Regions from separate parts of the Mus musculus genome. Here region 1 is linked to region 2. A link is a contact called in public HiChIP or PLAC-seq data. All regions are on one chromosome and are shown on one strand. The core of a region is the stretch at or near the end of the contact, and the rest is flanking DNA. Distances in the headings are between cores, read along the strand shown. Region 1 overlaps Lpin2 (lipin 2). Region 2 overlaps Myom1 (myomesin 1).

Region 1 (6,094 bases), core at 2,105-4,604, 87 kb after region 2:
TTTTCATGTATAACAGCATATCTCTTAACCACAGTAATTAAAATCATCCTGAATAGATGTTGTTATATTTAATTATGGATTGTATGCTCTAGTTGATATAAGCTTGTTACACATTTAGAACATGGTTGTTTATGGCTGAATATAGATGTTTAAAAGTAGCCATTTTCAGTTTCTTTTTTAAGGTCTGTACTATTATTTTTTTTTTTTTTTTACAAATTGTAACAGTATTCATTTTATCATTACCACCATTGGTCAGTCATATAATACTGACTGCTTAGTCTGGTGCAGCAGATAAAACAGCATATTTTAAGTGTGTGTAACTTAAGAGGACAGGAATAGTCAGGTGTGGTAGGTGACAAAGAAGCATTTCTGGTAAAAGAGGCGATGAGCTGAACTACCTCCAGATGAATTTCACCTCAGGGCTGGTTTTGGAGATAGTCTGTCTTTAACATAAAATGGCAGTATACCATGACCACAGAAGTGGGAACAAAGACCTGCATTTTCTTCCCTTCTTAGTGAGATGAGGACTCTCTGAGTCCTGTCATGCCATAGTCAGACACTCGTGGGGCAGAGCAGTGCATGAAAAGATGGATGTTCAGCTTTGTTAGGTATTAAAGAAATGCAAATCTTTGTAATCATGGCCAAACAGTACTGCCTCATTGTGTGCCAATGCCAGATAACTTCACCTCGTAGACATTGCTGGTGGGAAGATAAAATGGTAGAGCAGCTCTGGAAAGTAGTCTGACTGCTCCGAAACAGCCACGCCTGTAGTGGTTTACAACGGACAAGCTGCACTCAGTTGTACACACACAGTGTGTGGATACTTAAAATTGTGCCTTTATCTGTAATAGCCAGAAACTGCAGTTACTTGTTCTTCAACAAGAGGTTTATTTTGGGGGGAGGGTTGTTTTGTTTTCTTTTTAATGGTAAGTCTATACCATGAAATACTGTGCAGCAATAAAATAGAATGAGTTCATTAATACAGCCATCTGGATCAGTCTCCAGAGAATTATGAGGGAAAGAAGGCAGTCCTAAAAGGCTACATTCTTCATGGTGCTGTGTGTATGACTTCCTTTCTAAATGGCAGACATTTCAGAAATAGAAAACATATTAATGTTGCCAGGGACTGGGGAGGAGAAGGCAAGAGAAAAATGTGTGTGACTGTATGGGGCAACAGGATTGTTGTGCTGATGGTGGAATTTCGGGTTTTCACAATCCCACCCCCATCCTAGACTGGGTTTCTCTGTGTAGCCCTGGCTGTCCTAGAACTCACTTTGTAGGCCATGCTGGCTACAAACTTAGAGATCCACCTGCCTCTGCTTCCCAAGCGCTGGGATTAAAGGCGTGCGTTAACGCTGCCTGGCGTGTTCCGTCATTACCTGCGATTGTTGGTGTCCTTGTTATGATATTTTGCTTGTGCATCCCAATTAACACCAAGTAAAAGACACTCAGTTGAGTGGACGCTCAGTAGAGGATTTGGGGCAGCCATATTCTTTCTTGGAGCTCTGAAGGTCTACACTGATCTCACAGCAGTTTACTGTTGTTTATTTGCTGTATTAGAGGTAGGATCTCATGCAGCCCAGGCCGCTTCTGAACTCTGGATCCAGAAATGTTAATCTTTAAAAACATAATGAGCCAGGAATAGTGGTGCTCAGGAGGCAGAGGCAAGTGGGTCTCTGTGAGTCCAGGCCGGTAGCGTCCTCATAGTGAATTCCAGGCCTGCTGGGGCTACATAGTAAGACCATTTCAAAAAGAAAAAATACAATGAGATTATCCATGAGTGATCTGATGGAATAGTATTTCTGCTGCACATAGTACAGTAATGACTCTTAGCTGTTTATTGGTTTTAGCTTGTTTATTGGTAGTTCATTTGATAGTTCTTTCCTTATTCAAGAAATAATTATTGTCAAATATAGTAGCACACACCTGTAATCCCAACACTTTAGAGACTAAAGTTGTCTTAAGTTCTAGGCCATCTTGACTACAAAGAGACCCTGGAGAGAAAGGTTGGTCAGGAGTGGTGGCACCTTTAATCTCAGCATCCAGGAGGCAGGGGTGGGCAGATCCCTCTGTGCTCAGAAGCAACCTAGTCTATGTCTTGAGTTTCAGGCCAGCCAGGACTGTACAGTGAGACTCTATCTCAAAAAAATTTTTTTTTCAAAAATTAAGTATTTGATGTGTGCTTAATCTGGCCTTGCTATCAAAATAAAAGCAACCATCCTCATCCTAAAACCAAAGCCACCTGTTTATAATTGTTTCATGGCTATAACATATTTTCTTTATAATTATGACATCCTCCACCTTAGGAGATCGTAGTAAATGTAGCTGCTTGTGTACATTGCACAAAGCAAGCTCTTTGGAATGTGCAGTTGGAAACCTTGGAATACCCAGGGGAATAATCAGGATTATATGCTTCAGGCTACTCAACAGCTAGACTGTGGTTACAGTCATCTCTGTATAGACTGTTGAGTGGAGTCTGTCTTGCCTTAGGCACTGACTGTCTCTGGCCAGTAGGCTGAGTTATGTGCTGATGGGACCTGGCAGGTCCACTTCATTTTTTTTAGGGGATCAGCACTTTGTCCCTGTTCCACCTAGGACTTACCTGACAACACAGAATGTCTCTCTAGAACTTTGCAAATATGGAATCTTGAGCTTAGGGCAACCAGAGCTGGTTTAGAGAGGCCACTCTGCGCAGTTAATAGTTTGGACTCATTACTCCTAGAGTCCAATAAAAATTGACTTCTGCATTAGCCTAAAGCTGGAGGTTTTTCTGATCCTACATCCAGGGGATGGACTCTCTGTGGATTTGGCTTTAACGTAACATAAAGGTGTCTGCTGAGTGATGGTGTGTTCACCCGCTGGAGGGAGAGCTGACAGCCTGAGGACTAATGGGTTTGTTTTGGTGTGGGTTGGGTTTTTCAGTGGATGAGTCAGGGTAAGGGGTGAAGCCAGATTTAGATGTACCCTCTCTCTTTTGAATTGCAGAGCTCTGGTGATCTTGATTTGAGTAGTGAGTTGAAGTTGAGAAACCAAAACCCCTTTTGTGCTCTGAACATTGTGGGACACAAACGTTATGTCCCATTATGCCATGTTGAGGTTCTGAAGTCATGGTACGTGTGTTAGTCTTGGCGCAGCTTACCACAGCTCGCTTGACGCAGCATGTACCTGATGTATCTGAACCAGAAGATCTCGGTTCTCAGTTGTATCCCTTGTCTCTCTGCAAAGATAAATCCCAAGCTTCCCCTGGAGGTGACAGTCCTCCTGTCCTTGCCTCCTGTGGTCAGAGTGGACATAGTACTGCAGGTCCTGAGCGGTTGGTGGAGGGAGATGAAGACAGTTGGCCCCACCCTGGGGTGTGGAAGGAAACAGAACTTCCACAGCCTCCAACCCCACTTAGAGGCACTGCCAGTCTGAGACATATGTGTGATGTAGCTGGGGCAGCAGGAGAGCAATGGGCTCTGGACAGCAGAGCAGAGTGTATGTTTAATCAAACTCTTTATGTCGTTGCTGTTAGTTGTCAAAGTTAGTGCTGACATCGTTTTCTTTTCTCAGTCTCAAACCATGAATTATGTGGGCCAGCTGGCTGGGCAGGTGCTCGTCACTGTGAAGGAACTCTACAAGGGCATTAACCAAGCCACGTTGTCTGGATGCATCGATGTGGTCGTGGTGAGGCAGCAGGATGGCTCCTACCAGTGCTCGCCTTTTCACGTACGCTTCGGGAAGCTGGGTGTCCTGAGGTCCAAGGAGAAAGTGGTGAGTGCACAGGTCACCATGGTGACCGGCCCCTTCCTCTTACTCTTTTTTTTTTTTTTAAACTTGCATGCTATTGAAGACCATGGTAAGAAACCAACTTTATAGGTACTGCTTTTGAATTGGCTTCTAAATTCAAAAGACTCTCTTATAGAAAGTTTCTCCAAATGAAAAAGAAACTGAAATCATGAAGAGACTCAGAACAAAACTGGAGATAATTACAAATGAGGAAGTTGGGCTTATTTTGAAAAAGAAATTTTGCTTTATTTAATATAGCACTTTAAAATAGTGTAGGGCCAGCAAGATGATTCAGTGGTAAAGGCTCTCTCCATCAGTCCTGAGACCCACAGGGTGCAACAAGAGAACACACTCAGAAGTCATCCAGTGACTTGACCCGTGTACCCTGTGGCTCATGTACATGCTTTAAATCCTCAGTTTAAAAAAAAAAAAAGGCTCTCTAAAAATAAAATAATGCAGTCTGGAGATACAGCTTAGTCAGCAAAACATTTGCATACCATGCACCAAGCCTGTGCAGGCACTGAGGAGGTAGAGACAGAAGGACAGGAGCATTCTCAGCTCAGCCACATAGCAGAGGTGCACGAGGCCAGCCTGAGACACAGGAGAGCCTGTTGATTGATTGATTGATACATACACACAAACATATATGATAATATTGTTGTACTGATTATGAGTAGGTAGACTAAGCTCATGTAATCAAGTGTAGATTATATTTATTTAAAAGAAATAAACACCCCAATTGAATGTTTGTATTTTTCCTCTTTTGCATTTAATGGGGGGCAGTGTTTGGATGTTTTTAAATTATCATTTCCCTCAAGTATTGGGCAATAAGAAGGTTTTTGAATTGTGTGTATGGTAGGTTTTAAAACAGAGTTAATGATAAAACTTTGTAGAGCATGTATTTGGCAACTTTTCACTTCCACATTGTCTTCCACATGGTGATAATAATGTCAGCAACTCTTACTAAGATTTCGGAGCACTTTGCCACTGGGTAGCACAGTGGAAGGGTGGGTGCCGAAGGACCAACATGCACAAGTTAAAGAGGTTTTTGCTGGTGTTTTTTTGGATATACATCTCCCTCTACTTAGGCTTTGGGTTTTTGAAACTGAAAGAAAGTGGGTTTCCAAAACTAGACTTTATTTTTCAAAGAGAAACCATCTCTTTGGGTGTTATAAAATCATTTCCCACTGGATTTTTCAGACTAGCCTTTGCTTGATCCCATTAGAAAGCAGAAGCAGCTACAGTGTTACTTCTTGGCCTGGCAGCTTCTACTCTAGGGCAGGGTTGTCTAGCCATAGTTAGTGCTTTCTGTGTTTGTTTCCTTTGTGGTTTTTGTAGTGACACTATTAGTACTTTCATATTAGAGCTGTTTCTCCATAGATGTTCAAGGATCTGTTTGTAAAATTTCTTTTGGGGGTCTTCTCAGAAGTTTCTCCCACCATACCATACCCGCCCCCCACCGTTCTCTGGAACCAGGTTTCTAATTGATAGGTTGACTCAGGCTTTTGGCCTTTGAGTGGAGCTGCAGCAGATGTGTGCAGGCATTTGTCCTCTGTGTAAGTGAGAAGCTGAGCAGATGTGTGTATTCTCTGTGCACTTTGTAATTAGAGATGTAATTTCTTTACCAGGTTACACGGGTGGTTTTATTAACCATTAACTGTTAAATACCTTGTCAGACATCCCACCCCTACCCCAAGTACTTTTAGGATCATAATACACAGGGCCCAAGAAAAGAAAAAATTTCTTCTTTCCTGTTCCCTTCCTTCATATCCCAGAATCTAGGAGATCTATTTGAGAAGAAATCTGTCCATTTGATTTACCAAAACACAGCTTTCTTATGAAAGTAAAACTTGAGCTTTATCTGTCATAGGCGCACTGGTGACTTACATTGACCTCTTGTCGCAGGCCTTTCTGCATTAGGGTAAGCTGTTCACTGATTTTTAAATTAACTACATTTTCACGTGTGGCAGCACCTGAAATCATAACTACTTTAAAACAGCTGTTTAGAGGCAGTCATTTCCTATGACGTGTCCATGTTTGACAGAAGACCAGTCCTCTTGTGACATCTAGTAACTCAGAGTACACGTTTTGTTAATGTTTCACAAAATCAGTATCATGATTATTTATTGAAGTAAATGCCCAATGTATTGGAACTGTCCCCAGCATGGGTGACAAAAGCCTACCCTCCTACTGTTATAAGCAGAAAAGTTAGGCCAAAGTCCAGGGGCATCTACTTTAGTCAGTGCTGGTGTAGGGAGGGGTTAAAGGCACTGGCAGGATTCTGATTCCCCACCTTAGAGTTCTGCCTCTGTCTGAGTTCTTCCTC
Region 2 (6,359 bases), core at 700-3,199:
CGCAAATGCAACGCCTAGCTGAGCAGGTGGCGAGGAGGGAGTGAGATTTCTCGGCTGATGCAGCCCAGAGGCCCACATCGAAGGGAGTGAAAGGTGTCTGGGTGTTTATGGAGGAGAGAGTGGAGATGGAGAATGAAAAAAAAGAATGCCCCTCGGTGTGCTGACACAGACAAGCATTCCAGAGTCCCAGAGTCCCGCCCTGAGGATGGATGCTTTTTGCACCTTATTCGGAGCATAGCCATGGGCGCCTAGCTTTAAACTATGCAACTATTTAAACTCCAGCCTGGGGGCCTTGCAGTTATTGCTGATATGGAGTTGGATTAGAACTAGCTGATTTATCACCTCCCTTCCCATAATCCTGTCTTGCAGGCACTCAATCTCACTTGCAATGTGTGGGGTGACCCGCCCCCTGAGGTGTCCTGGCTGAAAAACGAGAAGCCACTGACCTCTGACGACCACTGCAGCCTCAAGTTTGAGGCCGGGAAAACCGCCTTCTTCACCATCTCAGGCGTGAGCACGGCAGACTCCGGCAAGTACGGGCTGGTGGTGAAGAACAAATATGGCTCGGAGACCAGCGACTTCACCGTTAGTGTGTTCATCCCAGAGGAGGAGTTGAGGAAGGGAGCAATGGAGCCTCCCAAGGGCAACCAGAAGTCCAAGTGAGCAGAGACTGGGGGAGTTTTGAGGAGAGCCAGGACCAGCTGGCCACCCATCATGCTGCTGTCGTGAAAAGGATTGGGCTACAGACGATGAAATCCTCCTGGTGGCTCCATTTTGTGCTGGCTTAGGAGGAAGTCATCAGATCTCTTATTCCTATAGATGAGGAGGCACCATTGAAGAACACATTAAGGGTTTTAATCTACAATTTATGTAGTAAGAAAACATTAGGAAATGATTTCAAGGAAGAAGGGCAGAGGATGTTGGAGAAGTGCTGAGCGAGAGCAGAAGTGAGGCCAGCATGGAAGCCGGTGACGCTTTACCTGTAAGCTCTTAGGAATTGTGTCCATACCTCATGTTCTATCAAAATAGAGGCATGTGCCTGTAGGCTTGAGTATGGTGGGTCCCTGTTAGTAGAGGTGGTGCATTTCTGATAGCAGCCTTGTGAACTGGCCTCCCCCAGTGTGAATAAAGTCTCCTGCCTTTCCTCTTTCCCCTTGTGTCTCTCTGATCCTCACCATGTTGGGGCCTTTCCACCTCCTCCTAATCATTTCTGTAGCTCATCTTTTGGTTTACACCCTTAGGGCAAAAGCAGTTCCTTCTGGACATGGTCAGATAAGCCATCTGTGGTCAGCCACGGCTCAGAATTCCAAGTCACACTCACATTGCACATCTGATCACGTACACTATACTCCATCACTAAGATGGAGTAGTCTTTGATTGAAGTGTGTCAACTAATTATGACAGAACATCCAAACCTAATGAAAAGAGATTAATTTTTTGAAGTTCTGGAGGCACCAAAATCCAAGATCAAAATTCTGGCATCTGGAAAGGATAGGGAGCCAGAATCTTAAGGACTTTTTGGCTGCCCTGTGATGCCAGGAAGACAAGCAAGAGTGAACTCTCAGAAGTGAGGAGGTTGCATACAAACTCAGCCTTTTGTCAGGAACCCTCTCTAGAGGCAACTAAACCAGTCTACTGTGCACACTGACAACATTCACCCCTGCTTTCCTGGTTAAATACCTGTTGAAGATCCCGTTCCTCCACACCAGCAGACATGAGTCCTGGTTGTGAACACTGGGGCACATTCAAACTATGACACCAAGAACCAAGCAGTCTTCCCTATGCTGCAGAAATGGCTCCTAAGTATATAGAGCTTTTAAAAGATCAGGGCTGAAGTTGGCTCTAATCTGACTGTTGGTCCTTCCCTATCCAGCTGAGTGTCAGCTGCTGCAGCGATGAACCCAGGCAGGAGCGGGGCACTGAGCTCTCGTAACAGGAAGCTTGGTTCATGAGAAGGGCTTGTTCCTTGGATGGCAGCTTCCTCTCTGGTGACGGCAGCCCTCACTTCCACAGGACTCATGAGGCTCTCACCAAAGCCAAGCCTGGGATTGCCTGATCTTGGCTGCTCCACTTCTAAACTAAGTAAACTTCATTTCTTTGCAAAACTAGCAGGCTTCAAGTCCTTCAGTATGGAAAAATATACACTCTAGTGTAGTTAATAAATGCATTTCCTGGAAACCAAGTGAACCCCAGCTGAAGGTCGCTTTCCAGACATAGTTCAAATTCTCCCTGCTTCAGCAAAAGGCTGCTTGGGCTCAAGTAGACCCAGAAGGAACGGGCCACTGGATGCATACCTGCCAGGAAGCCTGAGAAGAGTCCAGCAGAGGCAGTCTCTCATGCTGAGATAGAGGCTCCTGAGCCCTCTGCAGAACTCACAATGCAGCAACCGAAGCAGCAAGCAGGGTCCCAGTGTTGGGTGACTAGAAGTGGGAGTTGATCCCATTGCCTTTTACTGAGAGAGACCTACCCAGGCTGCTGGAGAAGACATGCTAAATCACACACACACACACACACACACACACACACACACACACACACCATGTTCTGACTTCTGAAATTGTACAAGAACATGAAACCAACATGTACTCCCACTGGGAACCCCACGATGTGGTAGGAGGACCTGATGGGATAACATCAAGGAAAGGGAGAGAAATGTTTATATCAGGGAAATAGATGCTAAGATTCCTCAACAAACTGACTCTAAGAACTATCCCAGCCAGTATAGCGACCAAACTGGACCACATCATTATCCAGTAGCTTTTGAAGCTATTTCTACATAGAAGGCCACAACTGAAACCACAGTCATGTTGATAAAACTATTCTGAAGTTTCCTTTTAACCCATAATTTAGGAATCTGTGGCCTGCTGCAGGCAGGCTGTGGATATAGTCATCCTGGAACGTAGTAAATGTCTGTTTTTATAAAATTAATATATACAGGCCAGTGACAACTTCTGAATATTTCCAAGTCCTTGAAAGTACATCCTTACTTTTTTTTTTCTATTTAAACGTTTAGTCATTGAAAAAATTAGTTTTAAGACTACTCTTTATAGTGTTAAAAAGTCTCTTTAATTTGTTAAAGTATATTTATCAACTGATCTTTTTTCCATTTTAATCATTGTCATTATCTGGCTTAAACAATATTCCCAAGAAATTAACCTTAACAGCCAAAAACAACAACAACAACAAACAAAACAAAACAAAACAAAACCCAAAACCCAGAAAATTTGAGTTCTTTTAAATATTTTCATGTTATATATAAACCTAGATATAAGATGATAGTCAAACATTCTAAGTTCGAATCAGAAACCTAAGCTGTTACTAGGTTAAACTATCTGAAAAATTCCAAGTATATAAAAATAAAGAGAGTGGAAAGGTGGCTCAGTCAGTAAAGAACTTCCCACGCAGGCATGGGGGAAGACCAGAGTTGGATCCCTAGCACCTCATACAAAGCAGAGCATGGTGTGCCCTTAGGATCCCAGTGCTGAAGAGGCAGAGGGAGGCCCAAGCATCCCAGGGCCCTCTGGCCAGCCAGTCTAGACAAAGCAAAGTAGATGGCTCCCCACGTATGTCATCTGAGGTTGACCACATTCTCACACACTCATATAATGTATATACACACACACCCATACACAAACACTCACACAAACACACACACATCCTTACATATGCACACACATGCACATACACTCACAATACTCATATACACATTCAAACACACCCTTACATACACAAACATACTCACATATGAACACACTCATACACACCCCTATGCACACTCACACACATACACTCGCATAATACTCATATATACACACATAAAATATGCAGACTCTATAAAGCCATAATACTAATTATATATATAGAGAGAGGTCCTCACAGCAGGGACTGGAAATTAATACTAACCCCAGAACAAGACTCACTTGTTCAAAGTGGGCTGTGCAAAGGCAGCTTAGACAAAACAAAATTGGTCACAGTAAAAAGTATCGCCAACTGGCATGGGGATGCTCGCTGTATAAGCCATCTGCCTGGAGGTGGTTCTAGGAAGAAAAAAAAATTAACTCTTCAAGTCAGTAATGGTTGCATGTGGGGTCCACATTTACAGCATATCATGGTATGAGTCCCACAAGAACACCCATAAAAATGGAAATGATGTCTGGAGTCCAGAGAAGCAAGTGTAATCCTTCGCTACGGGAGACTTCTGAGTCTGGCCACAAAGGATCACTGTTAGGAGGATTGTTCTCCCACAGACGGCTAGAAAACTTGGCTAAATATAAAGCAGAAAATGTCTGGGGCCTGGGGTAGCCCACACACATAGGACTGTGACTCCTAAGGGGGCTGGGAATGGGTGATAGCAACAGCTGTGACTTCTCTGGCTGCTTGCTTGGATGAAGAGCTTAGGCTACCGCTCAGCTTCACTGAACTGAAGAGGGAGAGGCGCCTAGGAAGTTTATGAGTGAGAAGAACTGCACAGAGGACAGGGGCCAGCGTGCTGCAGGTGGCCTGTGGGAGTTCTGGAGGGAGCCAGTGGAGTGATCAGACAAACAATTCTTGAAGCTCACGTGGGCTGGAAGTAGAGCTCATTGCCACCAATGCAAGTGAAAAGTGTGGTCCACACCGGGTTGGGCAGATGGACCAGAAGTTTCTCACTTTCACCCTGGAGGCCTAGACTGAAAGCAGCAAAGGAAGCTGCTTCAGACCCCAGAGTGGAAAAGGAAGCTGTGCGCATACGGAGGGGTGGCTCAGGAAGCTTTGCGCATATGGAGAGGTGCCTCAATGGCTGAGCATGCCTGCTCTGAGCTCAGTGTCCGCATAAAGACCCGGTATGGCTCCAAGTGTCTACCATTCTAGCATGGGGGCAGAGACAGGATAGCTCACGGGCCAGCCATCCTATTCAAAATGGTGAATTTCTGCTTCCAAGAGACTTGTCTCAATGTACGAAGGCAGAGAATAATAGAGAAAGACAGCCCACATCGCTTTCTGGCCTCTATGTGTACATACAGGTACATGTGTATGTACAAACACATACACACACAGAGGCACACATGTGTGCACACACAGAGGCATCACACACAGATAAATGTGTATGCACACACACACACACACACACACACCACATACACACAAGGACACAAACACAAAAGGAAACAAGCCTAAAAAGGATGACATTTCTGAAAGAGTGGAAACTGTGTCAGAATCATATGTAAAGCACTTCAAACAAGGTCAGGATTGAACAGAGTAACGTTACAAGAGCACGTATCCAATCCAAATTTAGTAGGCTTCTACACTGGGGGTCTTGCTGCTGGGAGAACACCTGCCTCACACAGGCAAGGCCTTACTCAGTTTCCAGCACCCCCAATATATAATACATACTACATATATACATGCATATATCCACACATACATACATGTATACATACATACATGCATATATCCACCTATATACATGAACACACATATACATATACACACATGTATACATGTACACATATACACACATATATACATGTATACATACACATATATACACACATACATATATACATATACATACATATACACACATACATGCATGTACATATATACATACAAACACACATACATTTAAACATACATATATACATATATATGTATATAGACACATACATGCATATATACAGACAAGTAATAAATGGCATAAGGCATAAAATGGTTATAGCTGATGAGTAGAAGAAAAATAGTCATAAAAATAATCCCAGAAATGACATGAGTATGGAACACATGTTAGGTGAGTAAGCAATCCAAAGGATTCATTATAAATATAGTATAGGCTGGTAGCACAGGCCTGTAATACCAGCAACTAGGGAGGCTGTGGCAGGTGAATTTTAAGTTCAAGGCCTGCCTGGGCAATCTTGTGAGGCATTGTCTCAAAATAAAAAAATGAGAAAGCCAAGAATGTAGCTCATTCGTATATTACTTGTGCAGAGCATGTGCAAGCTAAATTCAGTCCCAAGTGCTGACTGCAAAATGACTTAATATCTTCCATGTATCCAAGGAGCCCGAGGAGAGAATGAATACATTAAGTAGGAAATGGAAGTCTACCAAAATATAGTGAATTTGCAAAAGAAAAATATTCATAAAGAAAACTCCTTAAAGCAGTCAGCAGACTACAAGTTACACTGCAGTGGAACAAAAGTAGACTGTTATGAGACTCTGCCTGAGAGGCTATGGAAACCAGGGGGCAGAGGATCAAGAACTTTAAAGTACCAAAGAGCAGGGCTGGAGAGATGGCTCAGTGGGTAAAGGCACTTGCCACCAAGCCTGATGACCTAAGTTCGGTCCCCAGAAACCTGAGTTCAGTCCCCAGGACTCACAGTTGGAAG

Evidence for each region. HiChIP or PLAC-seq counts read pairs in DNA pulled down with a chosen protein or histone mark.
Region 1: an H3K27ac HiChIP or PLAC-seq map of microglia shows a contact between it and region 2, with 3 times the contacts expected there. The contact joins two enhancer-like sites. A contact is called at or near these places in 1 of 15 datasets of contacts at CTCF or cohesin (CD8 T cells), 1 of 484 Hi-C or Micro-C datasets (bone marrow-derived macrophages), 3 of 115 datasets of contacts at active chromatin or transcription factors (CD8 T cells, the HPC-7 cell line and microglia) and 3 of 9 other capture datasets (adipose tissue, liver and pancreatic islet).

What each region holds. Positions count from the first base shown.
Region 1 is chr17:71,211,412-71,217,505 of GRCm38.p6, forward strand. Lpin2 (lipin 2) reads left to right here. Exons shown (of 20, transcript NM_001357791.1): 2 at 3,553-3,753. The coding sequence starts at 3,562. Among named protein-coding and RNA genes, the nearest start is that of Lpin2, 31 kb to the left of the region's middle. Within about 2 kb of position 3,355, at least 75 of the 459 cell types and tissues checked have an H3K27ac peak or open chromatin away from gene starts, as enhancers often do. A contact at or near this core is called in the HPC-7 cell line, adipose tissue, bone marrow-derived macrophages and 1 more, where this site is marked.
Region 2 is chr17:71,125,707-71,132,065 of GRCm38.p6, forward strand. Myom1 (myomesin 1) reads left to right here. Exons shown (of 37, transcript NM_001083934.1): 37 at 370-1,150. The coding sequence ends at 663. Among named protein-coding and RNA genes, the nearest start is that of Lpin2, 55 kb to the right of the region's middle. Within about 2 kb of position 1,950, at least 33 of the 459 cell types and tissues checked have an H3K27ac peak or open chromatin away from gene starts, as enhancers often do. A contact at or near this core is called in the HPC-7 cell line, adipose tissue, bone marrow-derived macrophages and 1 more, where this site is marked.